Linked DNA regions of Mus musculus: all the other regions are linked to region 2. A link is a contact called in public HiChIP or PLAC-seq data. All regions are on one chromosome and are shown on one strand. Each heading gives the region's core, a stretch centred on a gene start, on an enhancer-like site or on the middle of the called end of the contact. The rest is flanking DNA. Distances are from core to core; before and after follow the strand shown. Region 1 has its middle 60 kb from the start of Gm30549. Region 2 overlaps F13a1 (coagulation factor XIII, A1 subunit). Region 3 has its middle 15 kb from the start of Gm30489.

Region 1 (3,703 bases), core at 728-3,227, 170 kb after region 2:
AGAAAGTCAGGACAGGAACTCAAGCAGGAGTCTAGAGGCAGGAACTTAAGCAGATGCCATAGAAGACCCTTTCTCATTGGATTATTTCCCATGACATTTCAGCCCCCTTTCTTATATCACCCAGGGTCATCTGCCAAAGGTAGCACCAATCCCCTTGAACTAGGCTCTCATACTCTCATACATCAATTGTTAATTTAAACAAACAAACAAACAAACAGACAAACAAACATGCCCTACAGACTTTCATACCGGCAATCTGATGGAGTTATTATCTCAATTGAGGCTCCTCATCTCAAGGACCAGCTTAGGTCGAGTTAAGAATCTTAACCAGCACAGTATGTGTGTGAACAGTGCACGAGAGGAGGGATGATTGAGGCAGCAAGTGGTGCAAGTCCCACTGCCCAACAGTTTCACTAGTTCTGCGTGTCAGAAACAGGCTTTAAACTCTTTGACAAACAGCATTTCATTCTCTATTATAAGGAGAAGCAGAGGAGGAGGAAAAAGGGGGAAAGAAGGGAGAGGAGAAATTTTAACTGAAGTGAGTCAAGTAGGAGAAGGAAGAGGAGGAAGAAGAAGAAGAAGAAGAAGAAGAATAGGAAGGACTGATTATGAAACAATGCAAATCCTAATATATGTGTGTATTTCTTTGGAGTTTACAAGGTACACTTTTTAATTTATTTTTATTGGTTATTTTATTTGTTTACATTTCAAATGTTGTCTCCTTTCCTAGTTTCCCCGACAAAAACTCCCTATCCCATCCCTTCTTCCCCCTACTTCTATGAGGGTGCTCCCCCACCTAACAACCCACACACTTCTGCCTCACTGCTCTAGCATCCCCCTGTACTGGGGCATCGAGCCTCTCCTGGGCCAAGGACCTCCCCTCCCATTGAGGCCAGATATGGCAATCCTCTGCAACAAGTACATTTTATTTAACAACTACATAGCATTTTCAAAGATGACATGGAAGTTAAACAAGATTCAGCTTTCTGTTAACTTCACAATAGTCCTGAGACAGATAGAGAACAGGTGTTTTAACTACGCCATATTTGAGCTTGAGCATGCCCAAACTTGTTCAAAATGCCTAAATATTGCTTGTCTAATAGCACACAAATGATCAGTAGTGGTACAGGGACCTCAATCCAAAGAGGGGTTCTTTATATCAAGCTGCTCCCTTTATGTTTTATTTTGATCAGATAATATTCCAGTAGTGAACCAAAATAAAATTCTAAAATGTGCATATTGAACAAGGAGATTTGTGCATATCAAATAGCTCATTTACTATGAAATTTGCTTTTCTGGTGTAATTTACTGCCCAGAATCTGAAAAGAGAGAGTTTGATAATATTTATAAACCACATCCAGACAATCAAGAATTAACTACATTAATCTCCAGAATCTAATAAATATTACATTAAGCTTTCCAAATGGGATTGCTAGCCTTTGGGCTATTGCATTAGCTGGACAAACCAATTCCCATACTGCTGTTTAGATGAAAGTAATAAGCCCTATTCAAACTAAAACACTACATGGTGCTGAGATATGCTATCAAGCTATCAGTAGAGCAAATACTGACCCCATCCCAGAGTAAGAAACTAAATTCCTAAGCCACCAGTAAATCTATGCAAAACTGCATTAAGTTGGAAAATATTGGACTTGAAAATCAAAATATCCATAGCTAAATGCCAAATCATTCCAAAATCCTATTCAGTTTAGCTCCTGGACCTGACCAGGGTCTCAACAGGGAAATAGGCACCTGCTTGAAGGCCAGTAAATATTGGTCCCTGATGCAGCTCAGTTCACTGAAGCCAACTGACTTGGCCTTGTCATTAGGAATCTTAAATGGAAAAAAATAAGACCGTATTGAATGGGTCCGTTTTGCAAAGAACAGCTGCAAAGCAATTTCACGTTTCGCTGTGTTGCAATCCTAAGTAACCGCCAGAGCCGTTCTATTTCTGTAAAGTCACACACCCACAGAGAGTTCACAGGCAAGCTAGCTGGAGGAAAGGCTGCTTCTCCCTCTTGTACCGGAACCCTTGAGTGGCAGGTGTTTGAACGGCTACCAACGAAAGCTAACAAACCTGTCCACCAGGAAATCTAAGGGAAGCTAATCAATCTATCGGTACAACTATTGTAGTTTCTTTCACTTCTGCCAGAATTTCAAATGTTTGCTGATGATGTTGGGGAAATTAGGAGCGGGGCAGGGGGCAGAGGGGGAGAATCATGTAGAATTAGATCTAAAGAGGAGGTTAGTGGGGAACTAATGGATGGGCCTGCAAAGTCCTTCTGATCATGCCCCCTTTTCCACTTCAAAGAGACTTTTTGTTGCCACCACACCAGTGAAACTGTCTTTGGCCAAGATAATGCACTTGAAAAGTTAAGTTTCTCTATTAGGGGTGGCTGGTATGGCTGGGAAGACAGGTCAGTCACTCGAGTGTTGGGTACATAAACTTACATTCCTGAGTTTGATTCCCAGGACCCATGTTAAAAGCTAAGCATGCAGTACACACTTAAAATCCCAGAGCTGGTGCCTGGCAACCCCTATCCCAGTGATTCTTAACCTGTGGGTTGTGACCCATTCACAGGGGGTTGCCTATGATCATCTTCATAACAGATATTTACATTATGATTCATAACAGTAGCAGAACTACAGTTGTGAAGTAGCAGCAAGAATAATTTAATGGTTGGGAGTCACCACCACTTGAGGAACTGTATTAAGGGTTCCAGCATTAGGAAAGCTGAAAACCACTGCTCTATAATGATGTATGTGATGGCTATGGCCCATAGGATTGAACCTGTCAGAGTGGAACTTCCCTATCACATGAAGCAATGACTAGCAAGCTCTTTTATTCTGTCAATCAATAGACTCGTTCACTCAATAAATATTTGTTTAGTTATCTGCAGTGAGATGGTGACTAGGCATTGATTAAGGCAGACATGATCCCTGCTTGAGTTGGGTGTGTCTTACAGTAAGGCAAGGTTTAAAAATGAAAAGGAAGCACAAACAGGGCTTAGTGCTAACAACAACAGTGGCCAGTGCTTCCCAGAGGCTCTCCATCTTGCACTGCATACATATCAGGGAATGCCTCCTGAAGGAGAGGATATTGAATACCATGAAGGACTTGCTACCTCTGTCCATCTCCACAGTGACAACAGTCTCAAAGGTCTCCCATTCTGATTCATATGTTGGTCACATTTTCCAACTCTCTTGAGCAATCCTCATTTGTATACACTGGCATACAATCTCAATATGATAAGCCCTCACTTGTTCTTCACCTCACTTCTAGATTCTAGTCCACTCTTATTGCATCCTCCATATGAATATTTTTATGCTTTTTACTCCATCTCTTCTCCTGTTATTTCTTCCCCCTATTTCAAATAAACTTTGGTTCTCACTACTAAAAATAAAACAACCCTTGCCAAGATGCCCACTGATTATCTCCTGGTCAAATCCTGTGGCAATTTCATTTACAAGGCAATGTCATTGCTGTTTGAAATTGTTCACTCTATTTGCTTATACCAAGGGGTTTCTTCTAGAACTCACAGAAATGAACCTGTCCATCTAAGGGTCAGAGGGAAATTCTGTTTCATAGGTTGGTCACATTTTCCATCTCTACTGAGAACCCCCCCCCTTTATATACATGTGTATACAATCTTTCTCCATATGTTAAACCCTCCCTTCTTCTTCACCACCTGAGATCAGTCCT
Region 2 (4,278 bases), core at 927-3,426:
CGTAGCATTCATTACTTAGGTGATTTTAAATTAAACTTCATCCATGTGTGACCATAACATTTCAGGCTCAGTCAGCAAGATTATAGGAGTTTAGGTTGTTCTTTCCTTTGGGAAAGACCAGTGTCTCTTGACTTCCAGATACTTATCAATTCTCCCTGTGTTCTCATCAAAGGGAAGCAATAGCAAATAAAAATAACAGGAGCAGATACTGAATATATAAAAAAAAATAAGAAAATGTTCATTAGAAGAACAAAATAGATCTTGCTAACAGTGTTTGTTTGGTCATTTGAATATGCTTGGCCCATGGGAAGTGACACTATTAGGAGGTGTGGCCTTGTTGAAGTAGGTGTGGCCATTGGAGAAAGTGAGTCACTATGAAAGTGGGTGTCAAGTCCTATGCTTAAGCTCCACCCAGGGTGGAAGATAGTCTTCTCCCAGCTGCTTTCAGGTCAAGGTGTAAACTCTGAACTGTCCAGTGCAATGTCTGCCTGGATGCTGCCATGTTTCCTGCCATGATGATAATGGACTGAATCTCTGAAACTGTAAGCCAGCCCCTATTAAATGTTTTCCTTTGTAAGAGTTGTCATCGTCATGGTGTCTCTTCACAGAAATAAAGCCCTTACTAAGGCACATGGGAATTTCAGGTGTTTGGCTAAAGAGAGAAAGCTTCATTTGAAAAAGGAAGAGAAGTATGTCCTGGAATTAAGTGCTCTTCCCTGATTCACATGGCTAACGGCAGAACCAGAGCCAGGACTCTGTCTCCTGATACAGCTACAGGCCCTCCTATGCAAAACAATTTCCCTGGTCTCTTCAGCAAAGCATGGAAAACAGAATTGAACGAAGCCTATTATGCAGGCAAGAAGAAGGTGTTACCTCCATTTTATAGGTAGGAAAACTGAGCACAGACTCCATCTTTGTTAGGGGGATTTATACACCAAGGAACATTTGGCCATATCTGGAGACATTCTTCAATGTTTCAGCTGGCATATTATGGTGTGTTCATGGAATTTTTGAATAGAGGCTCAGGGATGCTGTTGGGCAATATATTGCACACACTATCAGTACAGCAGCCATCTGAGGGTGGATAGACTGTACCACAAAGATTTTCATCAGAAAGTTGTCTGAAAAGCCAAACTCATTATTTATCTTATCATTTGAAAGCTTGTTATCACTTCTGTGTTCCTATAGCCTCATACATAGCCATTTTCCTGCCATCTCCTTGCCAATCTATGTGCCATGACCACAGAAAGCCAGTTTGTCTTTGGGGCTCCAGTCATGCACTCCTGTGCTATATTGATGCCTGTTTTACTTTCTTCAAGTGTCCAGCCAGAGCTAGGCTGCTTCTCCTCATGGTTTCCAGGAGCAGCTGCATCAGGAAGCTTCTGCGTGCAGTGACTCCATTGTGTATGAAATGGAATTCATATATAGTTTGTGTGGTCCTCTGGAAGAGTTTGCAGGCCATATGCATCCCCTGGAATCTATGCATAGAATCTGTGGTCCTCTGGAAGGGTTTGCAGATCATATGCATCTTCTGGAATCCATGCACAGTCTGTGTGGCCCTCCTGAAATGTTTACCCATCTCATGCACCTCTGTTCTAGCGCATCTGTTCAGTGGCAGGGATGAGATGCATTGGAAATGGACACGAAGCTATCAGAGGTTGGGGGCCAGCTCAGGAGAACAACATGGCCATCTAACTGTGAAGTCTGATTTTGGCTGGATTCGTCCAGCTTCAAATATGTCCTTGTTGTAGCTTCCAAATGCATCTTTTCATATCTTAAGAAAAATCTTTAACTGGGAAATAAGAAGATCTGCTCCCTTTACATATACCTTTGTTCTTTACTTAACTTTATGCTGAAATCCCACTGTGTGTTTCCAGTGATCATGTAGGGTCTGTCTATATGATCAGAAAATTGTTTTTCTATGCATCACCATCTTAGCCAGTTCTGGAGGCTCCTTGTTTTAGCTTTATAAATCACTACAGCTGAACAGATTTTGGAAAGACTCACAAAAGCTATTTTGAGGATTAAAGGGGATAACAGGGGTGAAGAGGTTTTCTCAACTATCGAACTTTCTATACTGTGAAGAGTGGCATGGGGAACTAAGGGGAAGTGGAGCTACCACTTCAAATTGCTCAGAGCAGTACCTATCTCCTTTAACACCCAAGGTCATCCCTTCCAGAAAACAAACCAAACCTCAACCACATTATTCTCTATGCAGATTTTATCTCCCTGGTACCAGGCTGTGTAACCGTGATGATCATTTTCCAAATTAGAACTTTAGAGAGAGAGGCTCTTTAGAGCTAATGCCATTTTGAGGCAATTTAAATTGGTGTTATGCCTGGTCAGAGGCAGCCACAGACAGTGTGGGTTAGATTGTCTCCTTTTGCTTTCCTCTGTGCTGCTTTGGATTGGCTTGTGATTTCTGCATTTGGTGGAAGTATGCACAGTGAGTGTGTAAGGCCAGGTTGAAGACTGTGTTATTTTAGAATGAATAAGAGGGAGACAGTTCATATCTTATCACTCCTTCTTCTTGCTTCTCTTCACTGCAACATGTCATGGTTGCTTCTAAGGGGAACTAAAAAGAATTAAAAATTAAGAAAAAAAAGAAGGGTGGCTTCTTTTCCATGTAGAAAACTGATCTGGTATGTGTTGTACAAAGATGACCTCCAGATATTGCCAAAGGCTTTAGGACTAAATTATCTTTTCATCACACCATGCAAATAACATGAGAAAACAAAACTTTTTTATTTTATGCATCTAAATACACATGTTTATTATTTGGGGGTCAGAGGTTGAATGCTCCTTCCCCAGGGCTTCATACATGTTAAGGAGACCCTCTAAGCTTTTACCGCTAAGCTGTGCCTCCAGCCCCAAGCTGTCCTTAGATGTTAGGTTTTGCTTTCATGTTGTAAGACCCAGCACATCTTAAATTTCCATGTAACTCAGTTCTTAATAAAGTCAGAGTCTCTATTTTTAGCACCTAGTCAGAATATACATACTATATCTTTCCTGGCCATGTAATTATGTGTCAACAAAACTGATTTTGTTTGACTCAAAAGATTCACAAAACAAAATTGAAGATAAAATTCTTCCAGGGAGAATTTTTTTTTTAGAAGATGTAAAGGCATTGGCAATATAACGATGTTCTCCATTCAATCTTCCTATGAGATAAATGTGGCCTACCATAACTGAGTAATACTGTGCACCTGGACCAGACTTGATGCTCATTATGTACCAATGATTGTCTGAGTGCGAGGGATACAGTACAGCTTAGGACCAGGTAGTCCTTTAGTTAACTTCCTAACCTGATCCCTGCATTCTTGCAGATGTCTTGGGGTCCCCTACAGTGAGTCATGCGAAAGGGAGAATGCATTCACAGGTGGAGTCGGTGGACCTAGGTTCTGGCAAAAGCTTTATCACTGACAAGCTCTCACCATCCTGTTTTCTTGCTTGTGTAAGTGATGGAAGTGACGACTAGCCGCTCACTTATCTTACAATATTTCCAGGGAGAAACCAACATCCACATCATAAGAGGTAAGGTTCTGCAGTGTGGTCCCGTTGCAAAGAAACTAGGGTTTTACTGAGTGTTTATTTCTTCATACCAGATTCATTTTTGTTATTTGTATACATGTTTTGGGGTGCTGTACACATGAGTACAGATGCTCTTGGGGGCTGGCAGAGGGCATCAGATCCCCTGGAGCTCAGGTTACAGTCACTTGTAGGCTTCCTGATGTAGTGTTGGGAATTGAACTTGGTATATACACTCTATATTGAATCAACTCTCCAGCCTTAGCCATTTATTTCCTTAATGTTTCCACAAGCGTAAACATGGAGAAAAGTCATGTCTGAGGTAGCAATCTGTATCCTGTGTTTGACTGGTTGGTCATCTGATTACAGTCATTAACATTTTTGTTGTGATCATTTCTTAATCTCCAGACAAGAGATTCTTAGATGCTCAGGGGTTGTCAAGATGGCTCAGTGGGTAAAGGCACCTGACACAAAGCCAGACAATCTGAGTTCAATCCCCTGGTCACATACGATGGTCAAGGAGAACTGATCCCCCACAGGTTATCCTCTGAGGTCATACACATGTGTGAGATCACACATACACACACACATAAAATAAATATATACAACATGATAAAAAGATTGCATATTTAGTTGTTTAATGATATCCATTATCTTCTGTGAAGCAGAGCCACATATAGCTTTGAGTGAAAATTTTCATTTTGTAGCATATGGGAAAGAAAGAATTCAAGGCCAACCAGGCACCCTGAA
Region 3 (4,155 bases), core at 723-3,222, 160 kb before region 2:
AGCTAAAAAAGAGGGAGCTGGAAGTGGATTCAATTAGAAGATAATATATGCATGTGTGGGAATCTGAAACAAGCATTTACTTTTGTTTTATTGTATTATATTTTAAGTTATTATTATTTCTAAGATGCCTGCTTGTTTTCTAGTGAGAAATAGAGACAGGGTGGATACAGAAGGCGGGGAAGGTGGGGAAGGACTGGGAGGAATGGGGAAGGGGAACTGTAATCAGAATATAATATATGAAAAAAAAATCAATTTTCCAAAATAACAACAGCAAAGAAACCTCAAAACTGCCAGGATGTAACAAAAAGATGAGAAATTGGATTATACAAAGGTAAAATCAATAGTGCAGAGAATAGGATAAGAAATTAAATATGTATCTGGGAAGCATTCTAGAAGAAAGGGATAAACAGAAAAATAATGTCTCCTATAATAATGGTGAAAAATATTTTTGTTACAATTTAAGAAAAATAAGCTTAATGTTGATGGTGAAATAAAAATAAGCCTACCTATAGCAAGCATACCATAGTAAAATTATTCATGTGTGCTAAAACCAAAGGAAAAAAACCTAAATCATCAGAAAAAAATTCCTATAAAAGAACAATAGCAGAGTTTCAAAAGATATTTCATCATTACAAAAGGAGCTGGAAGTCAATTACTAGTTGAAAGGGACAAAAGGAAATAAGGATTGGAGTAGAGGTTCACACATGGAAAGGCAAGCACTGAAATGTGTGGACAAAAATGGAGATATTTTCAAACTAAAACGAACTAAACAAATGAGTCTATGTGAGATAACTTGTGGCCAAGAAATGAATGAACAGAGGATGAAGGAGCTGAATGTGAGAGCAATGATGAGTAAGAGATTGGACAATAATGTAAGGCTAGACACAAGTCATCTCTACCACAGCCCCATACATGCAACACATGTAGTAGCTGACTGCTTAGGGGAATGCAAAGACAAAGGGATAGAAAGTATAGTCAACAGAAAAGCCAACTGACCAGAAGGACACCACTAGGCTTTAAAAGGACCAGTGGTCTTTGCTTTCTCTTCCTGTACAACATGCCAGTTAGAGGCCATATTCTAAGATGTTAATCCACTGTCCTCTCAAATTATTGATTTTCCAAATGAAACACAGTTTATGATTCAATTTCTGTTTGCTTTTCTTTCTTTGTTTGTTTCCTTTTTTTTCTTTCTTTTTGCCTGTGTGTCAGATGGTACAGACTAGGTTACACAAGGTCTTTGGTTTGTTCAAGAAGAGAGAATCTGTCTTAAGAAGTACACATTTAAAGTTAAACTATTAAAATAAAAACACAACACTCACTTGCATAAAGGTAGAGGAAGGAAAAAAAGGAGTTGAAAATCAATATTGATAAATGAAAAGGAAGAATAGAATAGAAAAGAGGCCAAAATATCATGGCTAAGTGGGCAGGAAAGGTGATCAGAGTAAGTTTAAATTAACAGTGACTTTAAAACATGGAACTTAAAAATATATTTAAACCAGAGGTTCTTAAGTCAGGTTAAGAAAACTCCACCAAATCCAACTATGAAGTGTTTACAGGATATTGATAGTGTAGCAGAAACCAGAACCTTGAACCAGACCAGTGACTCACTGCAATGAACATCTGTAAGTAAAACAGAGTGAACCAAGGACTACACTGTGGAACACACTGTGACACATTACAGCGACCGCAATGAGATTTTCCCCTCTGACTTGGGGCTGGGGATTTTTTGCAAGGGCAGAGTGTGGGTACAAAGAGATGAAGAGATAAGTGGGATTGGTGTGCATGATGTGAAATTCACAAAGAACCAGTAAAAGCTAAATAAAAAGTTTCAGAAACACTGAAAAGGTCATGCAGATTATCTATCTATATCAATATTCTGTCATAAATAAAATTACAGATCAGTTAAAGAAAGACACTACCATCATTTATACAGAGACCACAAATTCAAATGATTTCTGTCAGTAGAAGTCACAATAGAAGACCAAGCATCTCTAGAAAGGAGTGAAAACAGCTTTGATCAACTAAAATTCTCAATGTTATAGAGTTGCTGTCTTACTTATGCTTCATTGCTGTACTAAAATACCATTATCAATTATCATTATCAATTTCTTGAAGACAAAGCTTATTAAAGCTTAAAGTTGCAGAGGGTGAGAGATTCTCCTGGCAGGGAGTAAGGAAGCAGAGAGTAGTAGGCAAGGCACTGGAGCAGTAGCTAAGAACTTACATCCTGAGACACAACTGTGAAGCAGAGTGAGAGAGAGAGAGAGAGAGAGAGAGAGAGAGAGAGAGAGAGAGAGAGAGAGAGAGAGAGAGAGAGAGAGAGAATACGAATTGGGAATGGGTGTGGTCTTTTGAAACCTCAAATCCTGCCTCCAGTGACACATCTCCTCCAATAAAGCTATATTTCTGAATCCCTTCCAAACACTCTCACCAATTAGGGACCAAGTATTTAAACATATGAGATTATGGGGCTTGCTCTCATTCAAACTACCACAGCAGTATTTTGAGATATAACCACATTCTTAAATGAAGTTTAAAAGAAAAAGAAATTGAAAATTCACAAAATAGCATAAATCTCAAGGAGTTAGGAAATCAAGAACAGAATAAATTCAAAGAATGAAAGAATCAAACACAGAAATTAAAATAGAGAAACAAGTTATTTGCAAAATAACTTATTTAAAGGAAAAAAAGAACTTTAAATAATATAGAGCCTTATGATTAACAATGTCACCAAAAGTGACATTAGAAATAAAAAAGAATTTAAGTCTAGTAATTGTGCATTTTAAGATCTAAGGCAATCTATGTCTAACAGTTTGAAGGTTCAGTGAAATAGATTCTTAGAAAAATATAAGTCCTGCTAATCTGCTTGAAGAAGCAGCGATAACCAGTCCTATGCCTTTAAAAATCTGAAAAAAAATTAAACTATTTCCCCTTAAAAATACTGGTCCAAACTATTTCATTAATTATTCTCATAAAATACGAAGGAACCAATAATTCTTGCCTTATATAATGTGTTCCACTGACTAAAATAGAAGGCAAATTCTCCAGTTCCTTTTATGAGGCTGGTATAATCTTGTTATAAAGATCGGTCAAGGGCACTGTGCATGAGGGATGTATGCAAAGCTCTCACTTATCAGCACACAGGAAAAATCTTAAATAAAGTGACAGTACCTCCAAACCAAGGGATGGACAGTTATTTGACATTAGTAGTCTAATAGAAATATATGTTGATGCAGCTTAGTATGTAGATAGATTATTAAGAAGTTACGTGATCATCTCAAGATAGGACAAATATTTTTTAAAATCCAATCATCTGAGGTTGAGGATGTAGCCCAGTGATAGAGCATTTGCTTGGCATGTGCAATGCCCTGGGCTCAATGCCAAACAGTGCAATAAGTGGATAAAACAAATAAGCAAAAGAGAAAACAAACCCAGCAGTCATGCAAGATAACAAGATGGAAGAACATAGAAATCCAAGAACTCCCCTACAATGACACATTTTATTAATTTAGTGGGAAGGTAATGCTGGCTGAGACTGTCAATTATTGTACTGAGCAACAAGACAAGCTCTGCAGTTCTGCAAGGAAGGACTGGGAAGGAAGAAGTGAGCTGTATATGGTCTTGGCGTGCGGTTGGTTCTGGTTTACTTAATCACATGGCTTAGTGTTCACACAACGATAAAGTCACCCAAGGAACTGTTTTCTCAGAAAGTGTGCCATGACGTTAGTGATGCTGAACACTCCCTGCTTCATCCTCACCACCTAGGGCTCCAGTGTGCAGTCTATATAAAGGAAAGTCACTGGCGAATCTTTGACATAGTGAATAATCTGGAAACTGGCTGCAAATATCCTGGAATTCAAATGACAAACAAGTACTCCAGATTATCAAAGGAAATATGGATTGCTTATTGTTGCAGGATATTTGATCACACTGGGATCCCGGAGATTGTGTTGATTATTGGGAGAAAAAAAAAAAAACCCTGTTTCTAGTTGTGGTGTGGCTCCATCTTATCACACACCTTTAATTCATCTGGCTGGAATACAGGCAAACCCTTAGTACATACCTTTAATTCCCAAACAGTGAACGTAAAGTTAGCTTGTAGAAGAAAGCAGCCATGTTTGAAAGGGACGTCTAATTGAGTGACAGACAAAGTGA

What was found. HiChIP or PLAC-seq counts read pairs in DNA pulled down with a chosen protein or histone mark.
Region 1: a BATF HiChIP or PLAC-seq map of CD8 T cells shows a contact between it and region 2, with 5 read pairs. The contact joins two enhancer-like sites. A contact is called at or near these places in 1 of 484 Hi-C or Micro-C datasets (CD8 T cells) and 2 of 115 datasets of contacts at active chromatin or transcription factors (CD8 T cells and bone marrow-derived macrophages).
Region 3: a BATF HiChIP or PLAC-seq map of CD8 T cells shows a contact between it and region 2, with 37 read pairs. The contact joins two enhancer-like sites. A contact is called at or near these places in 1 of 15 datasets of contacts at CTCF or cohesin (CD8 T cells), 2 of 484 Hi-C or Micro-C datasets (CD8 T cells and group 2 innate lymphoid cells) and 3 of 115 datasets of contacts at active chromatin or transcription factors (CD8 T cells, Th17 cells and effector CD8 T cells).

Annotation. Positions count from the first base shown.
Region 1 is chr13:37,128,889-37,132,591 of GRCm38.p6, forward strand. No RefSeq gene overlaps it. Among named protein-coding and RNA genes, the nearest start is that of Gm30549, 60 kb to the left of the region's middle. Within about 2 kb of position 1,978, at least 66 of the 459 cell types and tissues checked have an H3K27ac peak or open chromatin away from gene starts, as enhancers often do. A contact at or near this core is called in CD8 T cells, where this site is marked.
Region 2 is chr13:36,963,650-36,967,927 of GRCm38.p6, forward strand. The region is part of intron 6 of F13a1 (coagulation factor XIII, A1 subunit); the gene reads right to left. Gm30489 (a long non-coding RNA gene) reads left to right here. Exons shown (of 6, transcript XR_873245.2): 5 at 3,327-3,534. Among named protein-coding and RNA genes, the nearest start is that of Gm30240, 23 kb to the right of the region's middle. Within about 2 kb of position 2,177, at least 5 of the 459 cell types and tissues checked have an H3K27ac peak or open chromatin away from gene starts, as enhancers often do. A contact at or near this core is called in CD8 T cells and Th17 cells, where this site is marked.
Region 3 is chr13:36,806,484-36,810,638 of GRCm38.p6, forward strand. No RefSeq gene overlaps it. Among named protein-coding and RNA genes, the nearest start is that of Gm30489, 15 kb to the right of the region's middle. Within about 2 kb of position 1,973, at least 29 of the 459 cell types and tissues checked have an H3K27ac peak or open chromatin away from gene starts, as enhancers often do. A contact at or near this core is called in CD8 T cells and Th17 cells, where this site is marked.